Linked DNA regions of Mus musculus: region 1 is linked to region 2. A link is a contact called in public promoter capture Hi-C data. All regions are on one chromosome and are shown on one strand. The core of a region is the stretch at or near the end of the contact, and the rest is flanking DNA. Distances in the headings are between cores, read along the strand shown. Region 1 holds the start of Mthfsd (methenyltetrahydrofolate synthetase domain containing). Region 2 holds the start of Hsbp1 (heat shock factor binding protein 1).

What was found. Capture Hi-C pulls out chosen DNA fragments and counts their contacts.
Region 1: a contact with region 2 is called in a promoter capture Hi-C map of liver, with 2.5 times the contacts expected there. The contact joins the promoter of Mthfsd here to the promoter of Hsbp1 in region 2. A contact is called at or near these places in 3 of 484 Hi-C or Micro-C datasets (CD4 T cells and the G1E-ER4 cell line) and 1 of 9 other capture datasets (liver).

Annotation. Positions count from the first base shown.
Region 1 is chr8:121,104,169-121,110,414 of GRCm38.p6, reverse strand. Mthfsd (methenyltetrahydrofolate synthetase domain containing) reads left to right here and starts at 2,078. Exons shown (of 9, transcript NM_001372381.1): 1 at 2,078-2,127; 2 at 3,442-3,545; 3 at 4,728-4,841; 4 at 5,910-6,023. The coding sequence starts at 2,112.
Region 2 is chr8:119,340,350-119,346,383 of GRCm38.p6, reverse strand. Hsbp1 (heat shock factor binding protein 1) reads right to left here and starts at 1,846. Exons shown (of 4, transcript NM_024219.1): 1 at 1,764-1,846; 2 at 1,382-1,448; 3 at 651-771. The coding sequence starts at 1,808. The coding sequence ends at 653.

The DNA.
Region 1 (6,246 bases), core at 829-3,328, 1.8 Mb before region 2:
ACAGCAGAAGGAGAGGGAATCTGGGCAGGCTAGACGCCATGTTGTTAGGATCTCTTCCTATTTTAATTAAAAAATGTTTTGCATTTATGTGTCCGGGGGAGGGGGACACGCACCAGGTTGACTGTGCTGAGGTCATAGGGCAGCTTCCAGGAGTCAGAAGTCAGCTCTGTCCTTCCAACATGTAGGTCCTGGACTCTGAGGTCTTGCCTCATAATCCAAAATAAATAAATAAATAAATAGATGATTGTTAAAACCCTGCTGGAGAGGTGTCCTCTCCTCTTCCAGGGAAGCATGTTTAATCTAAGAGAGGGTTTCAGGGGACTGGGGGGGGGGGGCAGCCTGGTGTCCATGCAGAAGGTGCTGTGAAAAGTCCAGATCCCAGTCCTTTCTCTGAGGACAATCTGACAGTAATGATAATTCTAGGAATCAGAGGACACCGGACAGGACACTGCTCCATGATTCAGTCAGAGGCATTTGGAGTTAGAAAGGGCTCAGTCAGTAAAATGCTTGCCTTGTCAGAGGCACCCATGTTAAAGTTTAAAAATAAAAATCTGGGTATGTCAGTGTGCACTTGAAAATCTAGCAAAGACAGGCTGATTCCTGGCAGTGGGTCAGAAAACAAGCTGGGTGGCTCTTGAGGGTGTCACCAGCTTCTTCACACCTGCACACATAGGAAGCATGACTCCAAAACACACACACACACACACACACACACACACACACACACACACACGCAAGAACATGCAAGCTGAGGTGCGGTGACACTGGGCTGTACTCCTAGCACATGGGAGTTTGGGAGGTTGAGGCAGGAGGATTGTGAGTTCAAGGTCAGGACAGAGTACAACCCTGTCTCAAAACACCTAAAGGAACAGGAAGAGACAGAAGAAAGGAAGAAATGAGGGAGGAAGAGGAAGAGAAAAAGGAAGCTGGGGTTGGGGAAGGGCAGGAAAGGCAAACATTAGCCAGGCATGGTGGCTCACAACTTCACAGCCCTTGGGAGAAGAGACAAGTGGGTCTGTGGTTTCAAGGCCAGCCAGGGCTGCATAGTCAGACCCTGTCTCAAAAAAAAAAAAAAAAAAAGTGTACTAATCATTTTGGTGATTAGTGGGCAGGAAGGACTGAGTGCTAACAATCTCTAACCAACCGGGGAATCCGTGAAGATGGCACCCATGACGCCACCTTTCTCAGGTACAGGGCAGTTCAGGGAAGCCTTGTCTGTTCAAGGTGCAAAGGCAAAGCTGCAAAACAGACACTAGCTGCCCTTACATCCCCCAATCAGACAATAGCTGCCCTCACATCCCCCAATCAGAGGCTAGGATGTGTGGAGCTGAGTGGCCAGTGCAGACTTGTACATCCTTAGCCCAACAGATGCTCCAAATGCACAGTATGCTGACTACAAGCATTGGGAACACACACACACACACACACACACACACACACACAAAATCGACCAAGCTGTCCCTGACTTACAACCCTCTTCATTTCAGGAGTGCCTTTCCTTTATAAACAGTCTTTATTTTTATGTCTAACCACGTGTTCCTGGTACAATTCATGGTACAGAAAAGAAAGTTGGAAACCCTAGATCCACTCCTATAAACAGGTTTCCTTGTTAACCTTGAATTTCAAGGGATGTTTCTATAGGTACTATACATACTCGCACACACACACACAGAGCTTGTGAAGCTCAAAAGACAACTTTCGGGAGTCATTTTTCTCCTTTTACCCTGTGTGGGTCCTGAGAATCGAACTCAAGTTGTCAGGCTTAGCAACAAGCGCCTTTATCTCGCTGAACCATCTCGTCCGCCCTAGAGTGTTATATGTTCCATACGGTATAAATGTATGCGTGTTGTGTGCGTGTGTGTCTCGGGAAATCCTGGGCATCCGCGTTGCAAGGCAGTTCCAGCGGTGACCTCTGGTCCTCTAATGCGTCGGTGCTACTACTGCAGGGAACCCCAAACCCAGAACGGGAGTCCGCCCACTGCACCAACCGCGCGTGCGCGAACCTTGCGGGTCACTAGCTTCAGTGCGCAGGTGCAGCACGAAGCGCTGGCGTCTGGCGTCACTAGCGCGCGGGGACATGCTACGGGGCGTCGCTCGGTGACGTGTTAGCCATGGAGACCCAGGAGGGTGAGGAAGACCGAGGGTGATGGGGAAACCGAGGCTGGGACGGCGCGGTTGTTCCCGTGGTCCGCATGCGTGGGGGAGGACGCGGCTCGGCCTGGTACGGCTGGGACGCCGAGGCTGGCAGCCGGGAGGGAGGATCAGTCCCATCCTCGCCTTGCTTGGCTGGACAGGTTTTAGCCAGCCAGGCTGGGGAGGTCGCGCAGCGGCGGCGAGCACTCGCCCAGCAGGCACCCGGCCCGCGCTGCAAAGCGTTCTCGACAAGTGCACCGGCCGCGAAAGTAGGGAAGGCAACCATTGCTGGTCAGTGGGGTCTGCTGGTGCAAACGCTGTGATACCAGCAGGAGAGAGAGGGAGGAAGGGAGAGAGAGGAGAGAAGTGAAAGAGGAGAGCGAGCGGGAGAGGAAGGGAGGGAGGTGGAGAAGAGAGGAGGGAGAAAGGCCCAGCAAGCCTATGCGGTGACTCACAAGTCCAGTTCCACGGGAAGGGACCCAGTGCCCTCCCGCACCTGCATGCACACCCCGCCGGTTCGGTTGCTGGCGGTGCACATATACAATAAATACATCTTTGTGCTTTGTTTTGTTTTGTTTTCTTCGAGTCAGGGTTCCTCTGTGTAATCCTGGCTGCCCTAGAATTCACTCTGTATTTCAGGCTGGCCTCAAAATTTAGAGATTTAGAGCGCCTCTGCCTCCCAAGAGCTCGGATTAAAGGCTTGCACCAGCTATAAATATCAAGGAAGACAAATGTACTTTCTATACGCCTGCCTTGTGAGGTTTGTAAGGTCATTTGTAAGATTTAACAGTTTAAAGGACATGTTGGGAGTGTGGCTCAGTGATAGTGTTCTTGCTTAGCACACTTAAAGCCCCAGGTGTGACCCACTGGATCACTAACTAGTTCAAAAGATGACCTTCTAGCCAGACCTGGTGGCACACCCGTAACCTCACTATTTGGGGGCTGAAGGAAGAGCACTTAAAGGTTCAAGCCCCATTTTGATCAGAGAGACACCCTGCCTCAAAAAGGTGTGTAGCTCACTCGTAGAGAGCTTGCCTGGGATGCAGGAACCCCTAGCACTGCCGAGGAAAGACTACAGATTGATTTACAGTTGGTTTCAGTGTGTTCCAGCTTCCTAGCAGAAATGAAGGTGCTTCTCTCAACTGGCCAGGGAGCTCGAGGGAAAACTAATACTTTTGGTTATCTTAAGCTGGTCTGACTCGGTCGCAAATTCCTATGCAAGTGGTGTCACAGTGGCAGGTATAGATGTGCCCACGTGCATTATGGGATTGCTTCTTAGCAGTACGTCACAGTCCTTCCTTCTTGTAGGTGTCTCCAAACAAAGCATACGTGAACGGATTTGGGACTACATGGAATCCCATGATATAGCTGACTTTCCCCGACCCGTTCATCACAGGATCCCCAACTTCAAGGTACAGAAGTGTCCCTGGCATTGTTAGAAAGGGATTAGGCTATTTGTGCCAGTGACATAGCTCCACTGCTTTCTGGTGGGACGGATTTGGGGGGCACAGTGTGCGGAGGCAGAGTCCAGAGGGCCTGGAGGACACGTGGTGTTTGGACGGGTCCTACTCCCTTACCCCTTAGGCCATGGTCTCTGCACTGTGGCAGCTCCTGGTGCTTTTCACGGAGCTGGCCTCCCTCAGCCACTTAAGGGGGGCTTGTGAAGCCCACAGAGGGAAGCCCAGCCTTTAGTACCAGCCCTGGGCCTCAGTGTCCTAACTGTTCAAAACATAAGTCAACCCAACTATTGCTGATAGTTTGCATGGAAAATAGCTTGCCTGAAAGAGGCAGTGTAAGCCAGGTGCTGGCTCAGAGGCACCTGGCAGGTGGAGGCAGGGGGTCAGGAGTTTGAGGTCATTCACAGCTACACTGTGAATTGGAGGCCTGACTGGGCTGCAGAAAACTCTGTCTCAGAGGGGGGGTGGTGTTTGAAAAAAACCTGAAGTGCTTTGTCAAGACATACCAAGGCCCTCGTGTGCTTAAAACCAGGTATCCACCAGCACTCTGTGTTGCCAGGACTTTCTTCCTACACTGGCCTCGCTCTGGTCCTGACCGAGTGTGCTGCAGACTGTATAGCCCCTAGAGGCCATCATTCCAAGTAGTTTTGTTTCTGTGATCTGTGGGAAACGGATGGAGTGCAGGAAAGAGGGTACAGGAAGCACAGGGCCAGCTCCTGGTCTCGGGACTGAGTCAGACAAATCAAGGCCTTCGGGGCATCCTTGTCCTTACACAAGCTCCGTTCTTTGTGGAAATCCCGCAGACTCTGCCCTTGGGATTTGGGCTCTCTTCAGAGTTTTCTTCACGTAAGAACTGAGTTCTGGGTTAGCCCCTTCCTACCCTGGGCTCTTTCTGTCTCCTTGGGGGAATCTGGGCGGATGCTGGGCTGTGATGCCCAGGCCAGACCTGGCCCGTCCGTGTCTTCACAGTGACACACAGTCACGTCTACACAGGGTGCTGCTCAGGCTGCGGGGCACCTCCCACACCTGCAAGCTTTCCATGTGGCCAGAACCATTAAAGTCAACCCGGACGCTCCTCAGAGAAACGCCCGCTTCCTGGTGCTGGAGGTAAGGGTGGCACTGTCTCTGCCTAACTAGGGGTCCTACCTGGCTGGCCAGAGCATCAGAGACCTGGAAGTCTTTGCTGGGACACAGGAAGTGAAAGTGGACCCTGATAAGCCCCTGGAAGGTGTCCGATTCCTGGCACTGCAGGTAACTCCTCTTTCCTAAGCTGCCCTCAGTCCTGAAGGCTCAACTTCCATCCCACTGCTGCATGGGTGGGCTCAGTGTATTGAGCTAGACTGAGCCATGACTTCAATTCTCAACAGTCTGTTTCTTTCACTACATTGTTACTCTTCTAGTCCCTGAAACAAAGAAACCTTCTCAGTTAGAAGTCTGATACGAAGTCTCCCATACAGCAGAGTCTGGCCACATCTCAAAGCAAAAGGAGCAACCCAGCATGGACTTACACTGCTTTTTTTTTTTTTTTAACTTTTTTCATTTATTTATTATATATAAGTACACTGTAGCTGTCTTCAGACACTCCAGAAGAGGGCATCAGATTTTGTTACGGATGGTTGTGAGCCACCATGTGGTTGCTGGGATTTGAACTCGGGACCTTTGGAAGAACAGTCGGCGCTCTTAACCACTGAGCCATCTCACCAGCCCCTTACACTGCTTTATAGCATCTCTGTCAGTATGAGAAGAGAACCCGGTGTGCGTTTTAATGCTCCTAGCTCTTAAGCGACTATAACTCCCAAAGCAGGCAGAGTGATTAAAGACAGACCCGCAAAGGTGTCATGGAAGGACACAGTTAATGTAATGTTACGGTAGCTCTGCTGAGCCAAGTCTGCTGCTGTTGGCACTGCATGTCAGGCACGGGGCTTTGGGGATCCCCCTGGAACTGCCAGAGGCCATGGGGATGACTTGCTTGTCTCCCACTGCTGTCACAGCTGTGCAGGACACCTTCCACATGGTCCAGGAAGGAAGGGCAGCGATGTGGGGCTCCCACCCTGTTCCCTAAGCTGATCAGGATTGAGCAGGATTTGGCCCGTGAGACTGCAAGGAGCAGCAAGGAACTGTGGCTGATGGAGGCCACAGGGGACGGACATTCTCCTGTACTGTCACCTGCAGTTCCCTTGAGGCCCTGAGGGGAGCTAGGCAGGAGAAAGGAAGCAGCCTGGGTCTGCTCAGGTGTTCCTTAGCCCGTATCCCTTTCCTCCTGCAGTGGAGAAAGCATGCGCCCGCCCTGTAGTTGACTGACTGTCTTCTCCCTCAAAGAGCAAAAAAACACTGCTGGTCCCAACACCACGACTGCGAACAGGGCTGTTTAACAAGATCACGCCACCCCCTGGAGCCACCAAAGACATTCTGAGGAAATGTGCCACCTCCCAGGTGAGTGCTGGAAACCCCACCTCAGGGGCTGTGCTTGTGGGTCAGTGTACACTGTAGAGTAGAACACCTCGGAGCAAAGCCATGAGAGCAGACAGGGTCAGCAGCTCCATCCGAGCAGTAGATCCCAGTATTGGGGACTCTGGCGCCCTCTTGTGGTGGTTTTGGGGCTGTGCACCTGTGCTTGCTGAAACAGTGATGGTCCCCTCCGCAGAGCAGGCTGGGA
Region 2 (6,034 bases), core at 597-3,096:
AAAGAAAGAAAGGAAGGAAGGAAGGAAAAATCAATCTCATTTTTTTTTTTTTTTTTTTTTTTTTTTTGGTTTTTCGAGATTGGGTTTCTCTGTGTAGCCCTGGCTGTCCTGGAGCTCACTTTGTAGACCAGGCTGGCCTCGAACTCTGAAATCTGCCTGCCTCTGCCTCCCAAGTGCTGGGATTAGGTGGGAATTTCATAGCTGACATCGTGCTATGAGGAAAAAGATTGGCACATGCCTGGCACTGATACAGTAAGTTTGAAGTAATACAACTCGGAAATGTGAAATCTACCCAAGGAACTAGTTTGGCATGGAACATTTCTTTTCTTTTTAAAGATTTATTTATTTTACGTATATGAGTACGCTGTAGCTGTACAGATGGTTGTGAGCCTTCACGTGGTTGTTGGGAATTGAATTTAGGACCTGTGCTCGCTCAGGTCGGCCTGAAGATTTATTATTATAGATAAGTACACTGTAGCTGTCTACAGACTCACCAGAAGAGGGCGTCAGATCTCACTTCGGGTGGTATTTCAAAAACTTGGGAGTTCACCGGTGGGGAGGAGAGAGGTCTCCTGATAACCGATCAACGACACCCCCCCACCCCGTCGCACTGACGGGCGTTTTACGCTGAGGTAACCCCCCCCCCTCACCTTCAACTCTTCTGGGCAGTAGGAATCTTGTTTTCAGGGTCCAGTTCTTCTACTCCAGCCTGGGTCATGAGGTCAGCGATATTCTTCTCCAGGTCGTCAATCCGACTGCTCATGTCATCTAGTGGCACAGTTAAAGAGCCCGCACGGCAGCATCACCTCACCTCGGCCTCTCCCCCCCAGGCCCCCGCCCACTGGTTTAAACAGCTGCTTCCCCAGTTTCATCTGGCTACAGTGACAGCCTGGCGGTCGGGGTTCGGGGGGACTGGGGTGAGTTTTCTTCCCTACACCTCCAACTCTAGAAGTACTCCCAGACAACGGTTACCATGCAAACCCCTTTACTGGTGTTCTGGAGGGGCACCAACAAGGGCTTGGGGTAGGTCTCGCTGTGTCTCTGGCTCTTGGCACAGTCCTCCACGGGAACACAATATAGCCAAGATCAGGAAAGACACTTCTAAGTGGGGACGGGGAAAAGGCTCGGCCGTTAAGAGCACGCGAGGCTCCTGCAGAGGGCACGAGTGTACTGGGCAGTTCACAACCGCCTGTTACTCCAGCTCCAGGGGATCCAACGCCTCTGGTCTCAGTCACTCCCAGTACCCCCTTATACATATAATTAAAAATAATAAACCCTTTGTAAAAAAAAAGGCAATTTCTAAATGACTAACTGAAATCTGTTTGTAAACCACCCCGCTCACCCCCACAGTTAAGAAACTGCCTCCAAATCAAAAGGATATTCCTTCCGATGATCTGGTCTGACATGATCTGAAACTTGTCTTGCATCTGCTGCAAGAGCGTCTCCACCTAAGAGAAACCAGGACAAGTCAGCCGATCCCAACCTATGCCGAGACCCCCTTCCTGGGACCGGCGTTGGGGAGCCGAGGACGCAGGCATGAAGGGGGGGTGGGGTGGTGGTGGTTCCCGGCTGGAGTGTGAGGCCTTCAGCAAGGGCCTGCCAGCTCGGATCGGTGTCCCTGCGGGTCAGGTCCGGAGGGTCCGGGTCGGGGCCGACCGGAGGGCGAGCCCCGCAGGTGCGCGGGCCGAGGCCGCTGGCCACACCCCACGCCAGGGCCGAGAGCGGCCCCGGGGTGTCCAGGCCCATATGAGGCTGCCGCTTACCACCAAGGTGATGTCCTGCATGGTCTTGGGGTCCGTCTCGGCCATCTCCCCGGTGCCCAGCTTGGCGGCGATGTCTCGGAACCGTCACCTACACTTCGGTTTCTCGGCGCAGACGCCCACAAGCCGACAGTTCTCGCGACTACACGGTCACGGGACCGCGAGGCATTGTGGGTGTTGTAGTTTCTGCCACGCACCGGAAGGTCCTAGGAGGCTTCAGATTGTCCTGCCTGCGGATAAGCTACGCCCCCCAGTTCTTAGCTCCGCCTTCATCTTCCGCCCAGTTCCACCCTGAAGGCTGAACCGAGAGGAAGAGGAGGAGAAAACGCCGGAAATGGACCAAAATTGTGGGGATTAGCGTTGGCTTCTTCCATGGATGTAGTTAGGCACTCAGGCCTTGCAAGGCGAAGCCGGTGACGAGCTTGCTTCAAAGTCTGACACTGTGAGTTCAATCTCTGTGATCCACATGTTGGAAGCAGAAACTCGATTCCCACAAATTGTGTGTGCACTGCTGTGACATGCATGCATACACACATAAACATACACACAAAATAAGAAAGTGTTCTGTTACTACTAAAAAACATTAGGGGGCTGGAGAGATGGCTCAGCGGTTAAGAGCACTCACTGCTCTTCCAGAGGACCCGGGTTCTATTCCCAGCACCCACAGGGTAGCTCACAACTCCAAATCTAGGAGACCCAACAACCTCACACAGACAAAACACAGTGCAGGCAGTGGAGGAGGCTGGGATAGAATATCGTGGTCATTTGAATACAAATGGCCCCATAGGCCCATAGGGACTGGCCCTATTAGGAGGTTTGGCCTTGTTGGAGTAGGTGTGACCTTGTTGGAGGAGGTGTGTCACTAGGAGGCGGACTTTGGGGTTTCAGAAGTTCAAGCCTGGCCAGTGTCCTGCTGTGTGTGGATCCAGATGTAGAACTCTCAGCTCCTCTTCCAGCACCATGTCTGCCTGCACATGCCATGCTTCCTGTCATGATGATAGTGGACTAGTCCTCTGAACTGTAAGCCAGCCCCAGTTAAATATTTTCTTTTATGAGAGTTGTTGTGGGTATGGTGTCTCTTCACAGCAATAGATGTCCTAACTAAGACAGATCCAATTCTTTACATTTATGGACTGGAGTGGGGGTGTCTCTGAGTCTAGCAAACCAGTGAAGGTACGCGGCGTTAGGATATAAGGTCCGATTGTTCCACCCTACCTTGGGGCTGTTATAGGGAGTTGGGCAGCTTAAGGAAGACTCTAGACAGGGCAGGAGGAGTGGCTGATCCCCTCTGCAGAGCCAACACCGGCCAGAGTTCTCCATGTTCCTACGTTACAGTGAATTGTACAGGCACATGGATGGCTACAGGCCAGGAGACAGTTTAGTAAAGGAGAGAAACAGGGAACTCCAGCGTCCACCAGACCCAGGCTGAGGCCCAGCTTCAAAAGGGACCAGGTCTGTGACCTTCCCTAAGTTATTTACTTACCGTGTGTTCTTCTTCAGCAGCATCTGGGAAAGTTTTCAAAATTCTGCTTTCTGTTGAGTGAGGACCCCAACTTCCAGTCCCACAGAATGGCCCCTGACTATTTGTCTGCAACTGACACACAAGCTTGGTCTCAGGACTGTGTTTTGGGGTGAGGGTGGGGTAACTGCAGTTTGTTTAGCTGAAGGAAGACTAAGTCTTATTAGCATTGGTAACTAAGGTGGGTCAGGCCTGGCCAGGGAGATAGATGTGTGGTTCAGCTGTCTTCCCCAGTTGTCATCTGACCACATCCTCCCCAGCCCCCTCTCCCTCTCCCCCAACCTCAATTCACACGGAGGACTCCCTTCCCATGGTAGACAAGCAAAGCGATTGTGTGTGTGTGCACGCACGTGTGTGCATGTGTCCAGGAATACAGGCACCCTCAGAATCCAGAAGAGGGTGTTGGGTCCCTGGAGCTGGAGTTACAGACAATTGTGAGCAGCCCAGTATGGGTGCTGGGAATCAGACTCAGGTCCTCTCAACTGTGAGCCATTTTTCCAGCCTCTGCCTCCTCCCCTCTTTCCTTCCTAGGACACTGGCAGTTGTTGGCTTTGTTTGTTTGAATTTTTCTTCATCTAAACTGCAAACTTGACCCTCCTGAGTGATAGATTAATTTTCTTCTTATACTTAAGGACAGATGTGATTTCTGGTGTGTTAAGTCTCTCTTCTCTTCTCTTTCTCTTCTCTTCTCTTCTCTTCTCTTCTCTTCTCTTCTCTTCTCTTCTCTTCTCTTTTTGAGACAGGGTTTCTCTGTGTAGCCCTGGCTGTCCAGGAACTCACTCTGTAGACCAGGCTGGCCTCGAACTCAGAAACCCACCTGCCTCTGCCTCCCAAGTGCTGGGATTAAAAGCGTGCAGCACCACTGCCTGGCCACAAAAACCCTCTCTACACTTAGGGCTGTTGCCCTCTTTGTGGGAGGCTGATAGGGAGCACACATGAGTTTTGTTCTGTTAATGAAGCTGCTGTGCATATATGCAGAGACCTGGATTAATTTTAAGTTGTAATTCCCATCTCTGTGTTCGGGACAACTTGGGTTTACAAGCGCTTGCTTTGATGGCTTTTGGTTCATGCTGGGCCATTCTTCATACTTCTGTCTTGCATTTAAATAAAGGAGGACCCTAGTGTGTAGATTTTTTTTTTCTTCTTCTTCAGTAATAGGGATTGAACCCTACAGGTTTCGATATGACAGGTAAGTTCTGTATCTGTCACTGAGCTATATTCCCCGTCGTCTTTTTAAAAAATTACATTTGCTTAGGTTTTTATTTTACTTTATGTATATGGATATTTTGTATGCATATATGTCTGTGGCACCTCCCACATGCCTGGTGCCTGTGGAGGCCAGAAGATGGTGTCAGATCCTCTCTCTCTCTCTCTCTCTCTCTCTCTCTCTCTCTCTCTCTGTGTGTGTGTGTGTGTGTGTCTTCTTGCTCAGGGAGGCAAGAGGTGCTGGATTTCTGGGGAGCTGGAATTGCAGGTGGTTGTGAGTGGTGTGAGACTCAGGTCCTCTGTGGGAACATTATGCTTTCTTAATGGGGAGCTGTCTTTCCAGCCCTCTGGGTGTATCTCTGAGGGAGTGTCATAGGGTTAACAAGAAGGATGACCCACCTTGATTGTGGGTCCAGGACTGAATAATCAGGAGAAAGTGAACTGAGCTTTGTAGTCATCGCTCTCTGCTTCCTGACTGTGGATGCCATGTGACCAGCTGCCTCAAGCTCCTGCTGCTGTGCACCCCCCACTGTGATGAACTGTACCCTCAAACTGGGAACCCAAAGAATTCCTTTGTCCTCTGAGCTTCTTTTGTTGGCTAGTTTATCTTAGTAACAAGACAGGTAGCTGATACACAGGAAGTGAGGGCTCATCTTCCCAGTACCTAGGGTGGCTCCTGCCCTTTCACAGGGCATCCCTAACCTCTCCAGGTTTCCCCAACCTGCTATGTCATCCCTCTTTCTCCCAGAGGATGACTTTATGTTCTAAGGAGAAAATCACCCATAGAAGATAAAGGCTCTTGATCACAGCCCCGACCTCATCTTTGCCATCACGGGCTCCTCAGGGAATGCAGGGCTTTGCACAGTTGGGGTAGAGGTCTGCCAACCAATCAGTCAGCCAGCTAACCAATCAATAAGCCTACCACCTAGCCACCCACCCATCCAACCAGCCAATCACCCAACAAGCCAGCCAGTCAGCCAGCCAACCAACCAATAAACCACCCACTAACCAACCAACCAACCAACCAATCAACCAACCAACTAATCAACCAACCAACCAACCAACCAGCTGAACCCAGAGAAAAACCCAGAATAAAATGGAGGAGGAAGTGGAGGAGGAGGAGGAAAGGGGGGAGGGGGAAGAAGAAGAAGAGGAAGGAAGCAAGCAGCAGCTGTCACTAATAGTAAATCCAGATGCCCCTCCTGTTTCACCTTCCTGAGTGCTGAGATCAGAGGTGTGCATCACCCCCCCTGGCTTTTCTTCTCAGAACACAATTAAAGGCAGCTGTCCGTTTCTCTACCTTCTTGTTATTGTTTTGCTTCTCATTGTATTTATTTTGACTTTGCTCCAAAGTGATAATGATTTTTCTCTTGTGGCAATTTTCTTTTAAAACGAATAGAAGTAAAATTATAAATCCATTTTCACTTTATTATATTTATTTGTGTGTATGTATGCATGTGTGCGTGCGCACAAGCCACAGCTTGAGTGTAGAGCCCAGAGGAAAACTCGGGGGAGTTCTCTTCTTCCACTTGGTAGGTTCTGGCAATTG